Linked DNA regions of Mus musculus: region 2 is linked to region 1. A link is a contact called in public HiChIP or PLAC-seq data. All regions are on one chromosome and are shown on one strand. Each heading gives the region's core, a stretch centred on a gene start, on an enhancer-like site or on the middle of the called end of the contact. The rest is flanking DNA. Distances are from core to core; before and after follow the strand shown. Region 1 overlaps Tnip1 (TNFAIP3 interacting protein 1). Region 2 holds the start of Gm2a (GM2 ganglioside activator protein).

Region 1 (5,660 bases), core at 1,314-3,813:
AGGGTGGTCTCCAGGCGCTGCAGGTGGAGCTTCAGGTTGCTGTCCTCTGGGGGTGGGGGCCCCAGGTCCTGTGGGAGCAAGAGCATGATCTTCACCAAGCCTAAGGCGGCAATGCCGGCCGATTCTTCTATTGCTTCCCCATTCTTCATGACTCAGTTTCCCCTGTGGCCTCTGTTCAGCCCAGGGAAAATTTCCAGTTACACAGGTTCCCTATCTGGAGCTGACTCACAGGGCAGGACCTAGGACTTCCAGGCCACTGGCTGGCCTAACACCACCAAGGCCATCTTCCTCCTACGCTGAGTCTTACTGAGTGCCCGAGAGTAGTCAGTTCGCCCTCCCCCAGGCTGGGCATCCTTCAGCAGTATGTGTATGTATATCACTTCCGTCCTTCATTGCACAGCAAAACTGACAGGAGGGAAGGCAGAGAGGGTGTCTCTAACTGTAATGCACTGCTTCCTGAGCTCAGGGAGGCTCTCCTTAGGGGGCTGTGCCTGGGAGAGGACCAAACACCATGTTTCTAAGAATCACAGCTCTAATACTGCAGAGAACCCCAACCTAGTAAACGAAGAGAGAACAGCCTGGGCAGAGTAGTTCAGTACTGCTCTCTCCATTCCCTCTAGAACACTGCTACTGAAGCCACAGCCCTGGTCATACCCACAGCAGTCCTAAGGATCTCAGTGGGACCTTTCAATCCTGGCTCATAGACAGGCGTTAACTAGGCCTCCCAACCTTCTCCTGCCCAAGGCCCCCTGCAAGACCCCAGGGTTCTGTGGACCTCATTTCTATATATCCTGATCTACCCCAAATGTTCACACTCTTCATCACCTCCGGATCCCCTCCTCTAAAATAGTTCACAGACTCACCCAGCAGTTCCCCCCACCCACCCACCCACTTCCTACCCCCAACCACAACCCCCAAGTTCAGGCAAGGAATCACCCAGCAGATTCCTCCCAAACCCCAATACTTCAGGGAATCAGAGAGCAGAGCCACAGGGAGCTACGGTTCCCTCAGGCTGAGACAATGATGTATCCTGACAGAGAACTTGCTCATAGCAGCCCAGTCAGTACATGGCAGAGTGGCAGAGCCAGGCCTACAACTGGGATTTTCTCACTGTAACCCAGGGCTCTAGGACCTGCTAGTGAGCTCTGGGCAACTGAATGCTCGGCCTGTGTCCTATCAGCATCACATTCTAATTAAAAAAAAAAGCAGAATCAGTCTCCAATTGCACGTCCCTTTCCTACCACAAAGGACTAGGAGTGGCCAGGGCTGATCTCTGGAGGTGTATCAAGTGCTCAGGTTTCTCCAAGTAGCCTACAAGCTTCCAGCAGGAGTTGGTGTACTCCTGAGCTGGCGTAGACAGACTTTAATGGAAAAGGTAAGTTATCAGCCCATGACTGCGCGCTGAAACCTTTCTGAGCGAGGGAACCTCGCCTGCTCTCAGTCATGTCTCAGTCCTCAGGGACAGAACAGGACGAGATGCATATGGTCCCAGGAGACAAAACACAGAGCATCCTGACAGGGCGATCCTCTCAGCACTGAAGGTTAAATGCTGGTGTGAGATGGGGTGGTGTTTGCAGGTGAAGGGGAGGCCAAGTAGAGCTGGCATAGCAACAGTTTAATGGTCTATAGTGGGGCATGCTTCATGGTATGGACTTAGGAGAAGAGGCAAGAGGTTTGCCTCACACGAAAACAAAGCAAAACAGAACAGAATAAAGCAAACATTAAATAGGAGGGAGGGATGAGGAAAAGACAGGACTTTAAGGTCTCTGACAAATCTTGAAGATCTTTCACAGCAGCTCTCCAAGTCTGGCATTTTAAGAAAGAACAGAAGGACTGCACGGCTGGACTAAGGTTAAACACTGCAAGGTAGGAATGTGGATTTGAGCAGCCCCTCCGAAGCTGGAGAAACGCGTGCACCCCACTTGTGAACACAAAGTGTAACCTCCGGGCCATCTGCCCCTGGGAGGAGCCAAGGACAAGCACAAAAGGGTAAATCACTCCCACCCCTCCCATCAGCACCAGGCCGACCCTTTCCACACCTACAGACCCAAGAGGCTGAGTCACTGTAACTGACAGAAAGGTGATTGGTCCAGAGGCCAGTGGGGCTGGCAAGTGGCCCAGGCTTTCACAACAGTGGGGTGCCTGTGTGCCCCAAGCTGGGGAAGTCACCAGCGGGGGATTTGCATATGAGAGTAAGAAGCACCCCATGCTATAGCCCCTCTGTGTCCCCCATGTAACTACAGGGGACCCAAGGGATCTGAGTGTCGTGTCACGAAAGGGCAGGTGACAGACAGAGAGGAAAGAAAAGGATGTGCTGGAGGTGGGGGCGGGGATGCCTGTCTGCTCACCATCATGTTCGTAGGGTGGCTGCCAGTTTCGGGTGAATTCTGCTCCTCAGTAGGGACCACTTCAAAGTCCGAGGAGGCGCCCTAGGTAGAAGGAAGTTAGTAGCTGCCCATGATAAACGGACCCTGCCCCCAAGGAAGACAGAAGGGCAAACAGTGCAGAGTTCCTAGAGGCAATAGTCACACACTATTCATGAGATCACCCAAGAACCACAGGACTGCCATCACCCTCCTTGTGATCTGAGGTCATACCCCTCCATGGCCATTATTTATCAGTGAAACAGGGGTGTGGGTCGAGCCAACCTTGAAACAGTATTATTTATTTGCTCTCTCTCTCTCTCTCTCTCTCTCTCTCTCTGTGTGTGTGTGTGTGTGTGTGTGTGTGTGTGTGTGTGTGTGTGTGTGTGTGTGTGTTGGAACGGATGAGGAAACCAAGTTCACAGAGTCAACACACAAGCCAAGACTCTGCACAAGCTGGCAGATCCTGCCAAAGCAACCAAGCTATCTCCTGGGCTCAGGTGCCTCTTGTCACCCTGGCTGGCAGCAGCTACTACAGCCACCACCAAGGGAGGCCCTGCACCAGCCTCACCAACTCAACCCAAAGGTCATCCCAGGAGAGGACTGACCTGAGAACACTAAGGCCGCTCTGCAATGTGTCATCAACCAAGGCGCAGACTTCACTGGCTGTTCAATCAGCTGAGGAGCCCAGAGTTCATCTGAACCTGGCTCTAAGAGACCCTTAAATGTGGCGTGACTGGGGCTGGGGAGATGGCTCAGTGGGTGGAACATTCGCTACACCAGCAGGAAGACCTAACTTGGGATTTCCCAGCACCCATATAAACAGCACAGCTGGGCATCCCTAACTCACAGCTCAGCACGGGAGTGGACAGAGACAAGAGGATCCCTGGGGTACTGGCTTATCTGGAGATGGCAAGCTCTGGGTTCAGTGAAGAGATGTAAGGGATAAAGCAAGGAGCAGGAGACCTGATGCCCTCCTCTGTCCTCACCAGAACACACTCCACGCATATACCTCTTCCTTCATACCCCACCAAAAAACCCCCAAACCAAAAACACCCTCCTGACCTGCTTTCCCTGTCCTGGATGGGGTAGGACAGATGGGAGAAACCAGCCCAGCTGGCCACCAGTCAGAGCCACCATGACCCCATCTGTGGTCTCAGCTTGGAAAAGACCCACCTTCTGACCATCTGAAGGATCTGGCCCTATGATGCCAGGCTACACTTCTCCATTGAGCCTGCAGCACATGGTTTCTGAGCATCTTGGAAGTATGTGTCTGTGCCCAGTTAGTGAGCATGGTCACGTTAGATAGCTCAGGAAATGAGAGAAAACTCCTTGTTTGATCAGGACCTTCCTGGTCATGAGAACCATGACTTTCACCTCAAAATGGCAAGCTGTCCCATCCCAGCGCTCCAGACTGATGTGTGGCGGGAAGAGCTTTAGGTAACCAGTCACAGCTCCAAATGCAACTTACATTGGACGGAGATTTGGAGGCTGGCTCGGGCTTCTCCATGGAGTTTCCCGTGGTGGCGGTGGCGGTGGTGGTGGCGGCAGTGCTGGTAGCAGGATGTACCTGGACCTTTGTATCCTGTCCTGGAAAATCAAGACTGTGGCTAAAGAAACCTAGAAGGGAAGACGCCTGAACCCAGCCCCCAGGAAGATGGAAGCCCTCTGACTGAGTTCCCTCTTGATTTAGAGAAAAGGGAGGCTGTCCCTTTAAGACAAGAAGTCACGTGAAATGCCTGGCCTGGGTAATGGAGTCCAGAGCCTGGGCAGAGACCCCTTTGCAGACCTAGTTACTAGGAAAACTCCAAGGTGGTCATGGTTCTCTGCCTCAGGGATCTAGAAAGAATTTTCAGTTAACCAAGTGCTTTCTTTCGGGTTTTGAGAGAGGCTCATGTAACATATGTTGACCTCAAACTTGGCTTCACGCAGCTCAGAGGCTGGCCCCAAACTCAGTATGCAGCTAAGGATGACATTGGACTCCTTATCTTCTTGCTACCAACTCCCAACTCCAGGGTTACAGGCATGTGCCACCGTGCAGTTTACTCCGAGCAGCTGAATACATGCACACTAGTGAGCATTCTACCCACTGAGCCTTAACTCCCTACGGTGTTCTCATGGCAGCCTCGTAGCATTCCTGTTTTAAAGAAAGGAAACCAGGGTCTGGCAAGGTCATCAACTTGACTAGTCACTCTGCTAGCAACTGTAAAACCTGGACTCAATGCTGGGCGTGCAGCACTCGGGAGGCAGAGGCAGGCGGATTTCTGAGTTCGAGGCCAGCCTGGTCTACAGAGTGAGTTCCAGGACAGCTAGGGCTACACAGAGAAATCCTGTCTTGAGAAAAAAAAAAAACAACAAAAAACAAACAAAACAAAACAAAACAACAACAACAACAAAAATCCCTGGACTCAAATGCACTCATTTCCTTACTACTGGAGGTCACTGCTGCAGAATTATCTCCCCATGGCCCTGGGCAGTGGGTTCAAGAACGCGGCACTGACAACAGTACCACGGGCTCTGACACATCCACCTTTCTCATCTGTCCAGTAAGTACCATGACTCTCAGAAAGGATGCTCTCACAGGGGCCTGGGATGAGTCCTGAGGACTAGCAGCAGGAAGTGCTCAAGTCTGGTGTGGGAGACCTCTTGGTCCCAGACCTTGCCCTGGACTGGAGACGAACCCTGGTCACTGTCACCCTCTCCTTACGCAGAACTCATAGGCACTGATAAAAGCTCACAGGCAAGGACAGATTCTTCTCTGGGCCTCAGTCTTCCTGATTATAAAACAGAAGGGAGGAAGGGGACAGAGGACTTTCAACTCCTGTGCCTGGTGGGGCTGGGCCTGCCACATAGCAGTTGTGGATTCCATGCTGATAAAACGCTAAGGTTTGTCCTAGGTGCCGTGGATCACTGTGATAGATCACTAATGCCTGCCAGAGCACCAGCAGTGCTGAGTCACTGCAGTCTTCTGCAGTCCCCAGAAGATCTGACTTTCTATGGATGCTGTAACCAAAAGATGTACACAGGGAAAAGGTCTGCATGGGAATGGGTAGGCCCTGTGGTGTTCAGGGCCTGGGCAGGCTGTATTCAGAGAAGGCAGGGCTTCTGGACTCTTCTGGTACCTGTGAGCTCAGCCAGGTCATCAAAGGAGACCAAGGAGGGGGCAGATGTCGGTGGTGACAGCTCGCTGTCCTTGACCAGCTCCTCTGCCTTCTGCCGGAGTCTGGACGCTTCCATCTGAGACTCCTCCAGAAGCTCCCCTAGAGACAAGGCGGAGAAGCACAGGATTTATCCAGC
Region 2 (5,769 bases), core at 3,245-5,744, 170 kb after region 1:
GCAGTAGGCCGTTGAGGGTGGGGCTGAAGCAGGTGGTGTTTGGGGCGTGGCCGGAGAAGTCCCGCCTAGGGCCTGCAATCTCAGCCCCGCGGGGCGGAGCGCTGAGCGCAGCCAGGCTGTGCATTAGCGACCTGCTGTCTTTAAAGGCAGCCGTGAGTCGCATTGCCTAGACCGACACGGAGGACCATCGCCATGCACCGTCTACCGCTGCTGCTCCTGCTGGGCTTGCTGCTCGCAGGCTCCGTCGCCCCTGCGCGCCTCGTCCCGAAGCGCGTGAGTGTCCCCGATCCTGGAGCAGGCCTTCAGCGACATCCCGGGACTGATGGGTCCAGACTGTCCTAGAAGGGCTCCTCTCCTCCGAATCGTCCTGTCCCACCCATCCTTTCCGGGTGCAGAGCAGTGATGCGAACGCTCTTGTCCTAAACCCAGGTTCTCAGTCTGTGACTCGCTGCATTCCGGGCCCTCTTCTTTCCCTGTTTTCTGCTTGGCTCTGAGGTCTTCCTGCTGGTAGGAGGGTTGAATGTTGGGCCCGGAGGTTCAAACTTGGCTACCAGGTTACTGAGGGCCAGCAGTGTGATTCCAAAGCACCTAGCTGTGTGCCACTGAGACCCTCCATCTCCTGACAGCCTTTTACTTCCCTGTCTCTAATTCCCTGCACTACAGACCACTGGGAAAGGGGGGTTCGGTCATTCTGAGGGGAAAGCCCAGTCCCATTGCCTTTTGTTGTGGCCTAAAAGTGCAGGTCCTCCAGACCCTTCCTGCCAGGACCGGCTGAAAAAAGGGGGAAAGTGTTGTGGACGATCTTAGCTTTAGTGTATAAAATGTATGTCATGTCAGCATAGGGTGAGGGCTTTCATGAACCGAGGGTTTGCAGAATGCCCAAGGAATAGGGCAGTTGGGGCCAGTATGGCCTTGGCCTTGTTTGGTCAGATGCAGGGAGATGTTACATGTGGGAGGAAGGACCTTTTGACCTCACTGTCCCAGAGGCTAGTCAGCTTGTCTCTTTTTTTTTTTTTTTTTTTTTGGTTGTTTGAGACAAGGTTTCTCTGTATAGTCCTGGCTGTCCTGGACTTTGTAGACCAGGCTGGCCTCGAACTCAGAAATCCGCCTGCCTCTGCCTCCCGAGTGCTGGGATTAAAGGCGTGTGCCACCACGCCTGGCTCAGCTTGTCTCTTGACGTCTCCTGGTGTGGGAATTCAGGTCTTGGTTCCACAGCCGGCCTTGTGAGGTGGAGCCCAGTTAGAGGCAGTAGGCCTGCAGATGACATCCCCATTTCTCCTGTATGCTTTGCCTGTGGGTGCCATTCCAAACTTTAGGGGCTCAGATAGGCAATTTGGAGGGACTCAGGCATTGTAGGCACCAACCTCCTTTTGGCTGTTAAGGACTTTACTCAAGATCACTCAGTGACATTTTTGAACCTTACTCTAGAGGCTTATGGTCGCAGAACTTGAGTCTGCAGTGACCAGTGAGTGACTGAGTCTTCAGAACCCTGGGGTCTTCTTGTATCACTGGTCCTGTGACCCTGGGCTGTAGTGACTCTGATATGACTGGCTTTGTGCTGGGCACTTACTAGACTCTATGTTGCATAGTAGGTGTCATTTATTATATACCTACTGTGTGCTGCAGATTGAGCTTTGTACTTTTCCTCTTTTAAAAAAAATTGTTTTTTGAGATAGGATCTCTGTTGTCCAGGCTAGCCTAAACTCTTCTAAGTAGCTAATGATAACCTTGAACTATACTGATCCTCCTGTCTCCATCTCCCAATTTTGGAGTAATTCATAAGGATAGCATAAAGTTCTGTGTATTTACCTAATTGCTTTTGTTAGTACCCCATATTATCAGTGTGCTTGTTAAAACCAAGCCAGTGTGGGTCCTTTACTGTGAACTAAATTAGGCTTTATTTGGGTTTCCCATGAATGTCCCTCTCTATTCCAGCACCTGCTCTGGGGTTCCCTATTGTCATCCCTGTCACATCGTCTCTCTCTTCTCAGGCCCGGGGCAGAACATTTAAATGAGCTTGGCTGCCTTCAGGCGCTGAGTCCTGTTGCTTTGTGTACAGACTTCTCCTCCTGCCATCACCCTGACAGAAGATATAGTTATGCTCACTTAATAAATGAGGAAGTTGAACCTCCAGGGGTTAACATGCCAGAGGTGTCTGCTAGTGAGACCAGGGCTTAATTAGCATCTGTTAGTGAGAGCAGTAGTGGTTGGTGTGTGATTTTAACCCATGCCTGGATCTGCCCCTATTCTGCCTATGTAGCCACATCTAGGCTAGGGATGGCATCTGCCAGGTTCGAGGTACATACTGCTGATCGCTATCCTCCCTTTCCCCAAGAGCCTGGACTCAGCTGCTGGAGTACCTCACAGCTGAAGCTGCCCAGGCCCTGCTAGTGGAGGACCACCTTGTGAAAAGTCCCCTACTAGGGCAGGGGGGAAGGGGTAATGGGAGAGGGTGGAAGAGTCTAAAAAAGGACACTCTAGAAACTTCCCTGAACCCAAAGTCCTCCTTGGTGTGAATCAGGCTGCTGAGTTGGAAAAAGTAGCCTCCTACCCTGTCAGCCCAGGTTACTACTTAGCCATTTTTTTTCATTTATCTTAGGACCAGCCACTCCTCCCCCAGTCCATCCTTCTCCAAGCGCCGTACTTTCTTTCGAAGGTGTTCTACTGCACATGGCCAGTTTGCTCTCTTTGACCTATGAGGGCTTATAATCAATGAGACTGCTACCCTTCTTCAGCGAGGTCCCTCATTCAACGTGTTTAGCCTGTTGGCCTTTCTGTAGTACTGGAACCAGCTGAGCTTCTACCTCAGGGCCTTTGCTTGTGCTCTGTGTGTATTGATGGCTAATTTCTCATCCTGAAAGAATGTTTTTAAGTGTCACCTTTCAACCACCCTAAGTAAGACCTGAGTTACTCTCCACACCACCTTCAGGCACTCTAATATGTGGTCGATCCTCCTTTGTTCCCTCCCTCCCTCCTTCTCTCCCTTCTTTTCTTTCCGTTTTTTCTGCCCCCTAGTACTTGGGTTTGAACCCAGGACTTTAGGCATGTTAGGCGAGCTCTCTACCACTGAGTTACACTGCCAGCCTGGGGAACACTTATTTACACTAGACTATAAGCCCCACAAGGCAGGGAAGAACTGCTTCCTATTGTTTACAAAGCCTCAGTCCAGGCCCTGAAATAGTCGCTTCACAAATACTTATGGAATGAAGTTTGAGCAAAATACCTGCTGGTACCTACCCTGGCCCTGCCTTTCTTAGTCACAGTGTGGCCTTTCATTCCAGGAATCAGAAGCCCATGCCAAGAAGCTTGAACATGGAGTTTAACAGGCTTACATGGATCTCACGGAGTTGGTGGCAGGAAACAGAGGCCAGGGAGGCACATGGCTGTGTTTTAGTGAGCCAGCTCATGCTTTGTGTCTGACACAATGTCATGAGTTGTCACATACGTGTTCTCACCTTGCAACAGTTCTGGGAGGAAGATATAAAATGCCTCTACTTAAAAGATGTGGAAATCAGAAATCAGGACTCCAATTGTATGTGTTCCAGGCTGGGATTCCAACCCAGGTCTGTTTGACTGGAACCTAGGCTTCCTGCCTGGCACTCCAAAGCCATACCTGTCCCAGGTCCCTGGGATGCTTGTTTTCCATCCCAGGCTGGTTATGAGCTCACTGTGTGTTTGAGGATGAGTTTGAACATCAGAGCCGAGTGCTGGGATTACAGGCATGTGCCCTGTGCTGGTCTTGCTGGTCTTAGATTGCCTTTTGTTCTTTTTTGAAGACAGGGTCTCACTATGTAGCCCAGGCTGCCTTCAAGCTTGAGATCCTCCTGCCTCAGCCTCCCTAGTGCTGGGATGACTGGTGTATGTCAGCATGCCTGGCTCCTTTAGTGCTGTAGTAGATCATATAGGTGACTGACTCTGTGTTCCTTTCCCATAGGACAGAGGGGCTCTTACTCTTGTCTCCTCAACTCAACTTGGAGCTGAGCCGCAAGTGTACGTGCTTGGAACCCACCTTAAAACTTTTGACCCAAGGCAGTGCCAGGCCTTGTGTCATAAGGGTCACATACATTGCCTCTGGCCATAGGGTCACACACACAGCTTCTTGTGTCATAATTCCAAGGCTTGGCAGAGAGAAGCTGTGGTCTAGCACGGATCAGGTGTTCTCTGGGTCCGGATGGTTATGAATGGGTTAAGATGGAGGCCAGGCTGGCAGATTTTCTAAGGCTGTGTGTGGATAATGGCAGTGCTAAGTGTCTTTGTAGGGGGTTTTGGGGGTGGGGCATGTGAGTGTGTTTTGAGAGGGAGAGACAGGCAGACAGGCAGACAAACAGACAGACAGAGGTGTAGAATGAATCCCAGATCCTAAGGTTCTGGGGGCTGGTGGTCACATTTGTTGGATCTAGGTCACGTGGAGGAAGATTTGAGAAGTTCCTCTGCAGAGGAGTGGTGGGTGACTCAGGTTGTGCCTATGGTGTGGTTCACGACAGGGGAGTAAGAATGTGGGTGTAAGGTGAGAAAGTCATTGCTCGTCACTGAGGGACCTCCTGTAGATCTTGTCCTGTGGGTCTTGTTCCCTGGACGCTGAGGCTTGGGTTACTGTTGTTTCTCCTTGTGTTCTTTCTCCTTGTTCCCCCTTGTTGCCGACCTAGGATTGGACAAGGGGTGGGGCATAATCAGGCTCATGGGCATGGAATACAAGGGTGACTTTCAGCAGCTTGTCTTGTGGTGACCTCCCAAAGCTAGCTGGAGAGAAATGGGTGGCAGGGTCAGAGCTCAGAGAAGGTACCCTCAAAGCTAAATGAGGCTAATACCATTATTAAATAGAGTATTTTCTGTATTCATTGACTTGTATACAATGTATCTGTATCGTATCCAATCCCACATTCCCTTTCAATCCAGCGCACCTGCCTGCCATTTTTATCTTCTCTTAATAACCCACTGAGTCCAATTATTGCTTCTCATATGTGCATGGGTTAGGACATGGCTATCTATGAGTATCACAAGCCCCCAAGGTATAATGACTCCTCCTCTCTGTAGCCACCACTGCCAATACTTCCTTAGCTAGGGGTGATTCCTCTCTCCCTCCCTCCCTTCCTCCCTCCCTCCCTCCCTCCCTTCTTTTGTAGCCTAGGCTGGTTTAGAATGACCACATCTTCCCTTGAGTGTTTACATTATGGGCTTGCACCCATACAGCTAGCTAAGTCTCTCTCTCTCTCTCTCCTGCCCTGCCCCAGAACAGGGTCTTGTGTATCTAGACTGGCCTGACATGGGCTATGTAGTTGAAGATGACCATGAATTCCTGATGTTCTACCTCCCAAGTGTTGCCCCTGCCACCACACTGGGTTTGTGTCATGCCAAGGATAGAGCCTAAGGTTTCCAATATGCCAGGTAGACATTCCACCAACGGAGCGACATCCCAACCCCCTTAGTTTTAAAGTTCAAGGTCTGATATAATGGGCCTAGGCCCTGCACTTTGGCATTTTGCCTGAAGAATGGGTCAGACAAGTGTGACTGTTACCATGGAGCTCAGAGGGGAATGGGCAGGCCTCCCTCCAACTCTTGTATGCTGAAACATTTCTTTTCCTCCACTTCTCTCCTTGCTGTCTCGTTGTCCCTAGCTTTCCCAACTTGGTGGCTTCTCCTGGGATAACTGTGATGAAGGAAAGGACCCTGCAGTGATCAAAAGCCTCACGATCCAACCTGACCCCATTGTGGTTCCTGGAGATGTAGTCGTCAGCCTTGAGGGCAAGACCAGCGTTCCCCTCACTGCTC

Evidence for each region. HiChIP or PLAC-seq counts read pairs in DNA pulled down with a chosen protein or histone mark.
Region 2: an HNF4G HiChIP or PLAC-seq map of pancreatic cancer cells shows a contact between it and region 1. The contact joins two enhancer-like sites. A contact is called at or near these places in 13 of 39 promoter capture datasets (the 3T3-L1 cell line, 3T3-L1-derived adipocytes, the C10 cell line and 7 more), 6 of 484 Hi-C or Micro-C datasets (the 63-12 cell line, Sertoli cells, beige adipocytes and 3 more), 2 of 115 datasets of contacts at active chromatin or transcription factors (bone marrow-derived dendritic cells and pancreatic cancer cells) and 1 of 9 other capture datasets (liver).

What each region holds. Positions count from the first base shown.
Region 1 is chr11:54,934,113-54,939,772 of GRCm38.p6, forward strand. It overlaps Tnip1 (TNFAIP3 interacting protein 1), which reads right to left. Exons shown (of 19, transcript NM_001199275.2): 4 at 5,486-5,623; 5 at 3,835-3,953; 6 at 2,349-2,429; 7 at 1-68. Among named protein-coding and RNA genes, the nearest start is that of Tnip1, 26 kb to the right of the region's middle. Within about 2 kb of position 2,564, at least 149 of the 459 cell types and tissues checked have an H3K27ac peak or open chromatin away from gene starts, as enhancers often do. A contact at or near this core is called in pancreatic cancer cells, where this site is marked.
Region 2 is chr11:55,097,972-55,103,740 of GRCm38.p6, forward strand. It overlaps Gm2a (GM2 ganglioside activator protein), which reads left to right and starts at 14. Exons shown (of 4, transcript NM_010299.3): 1 at 14-273; 2 at 5,616-5,769. The coding sequence starts at 193. Within about 2 kb of position 4,495, at least 21 of the 459 cell types and tissues checked have an H3K27ac peak or open chromatin away from gene starts, as enhancers often do. A contact at or near this core is called in pancreatic cancer cells, where this site is marked.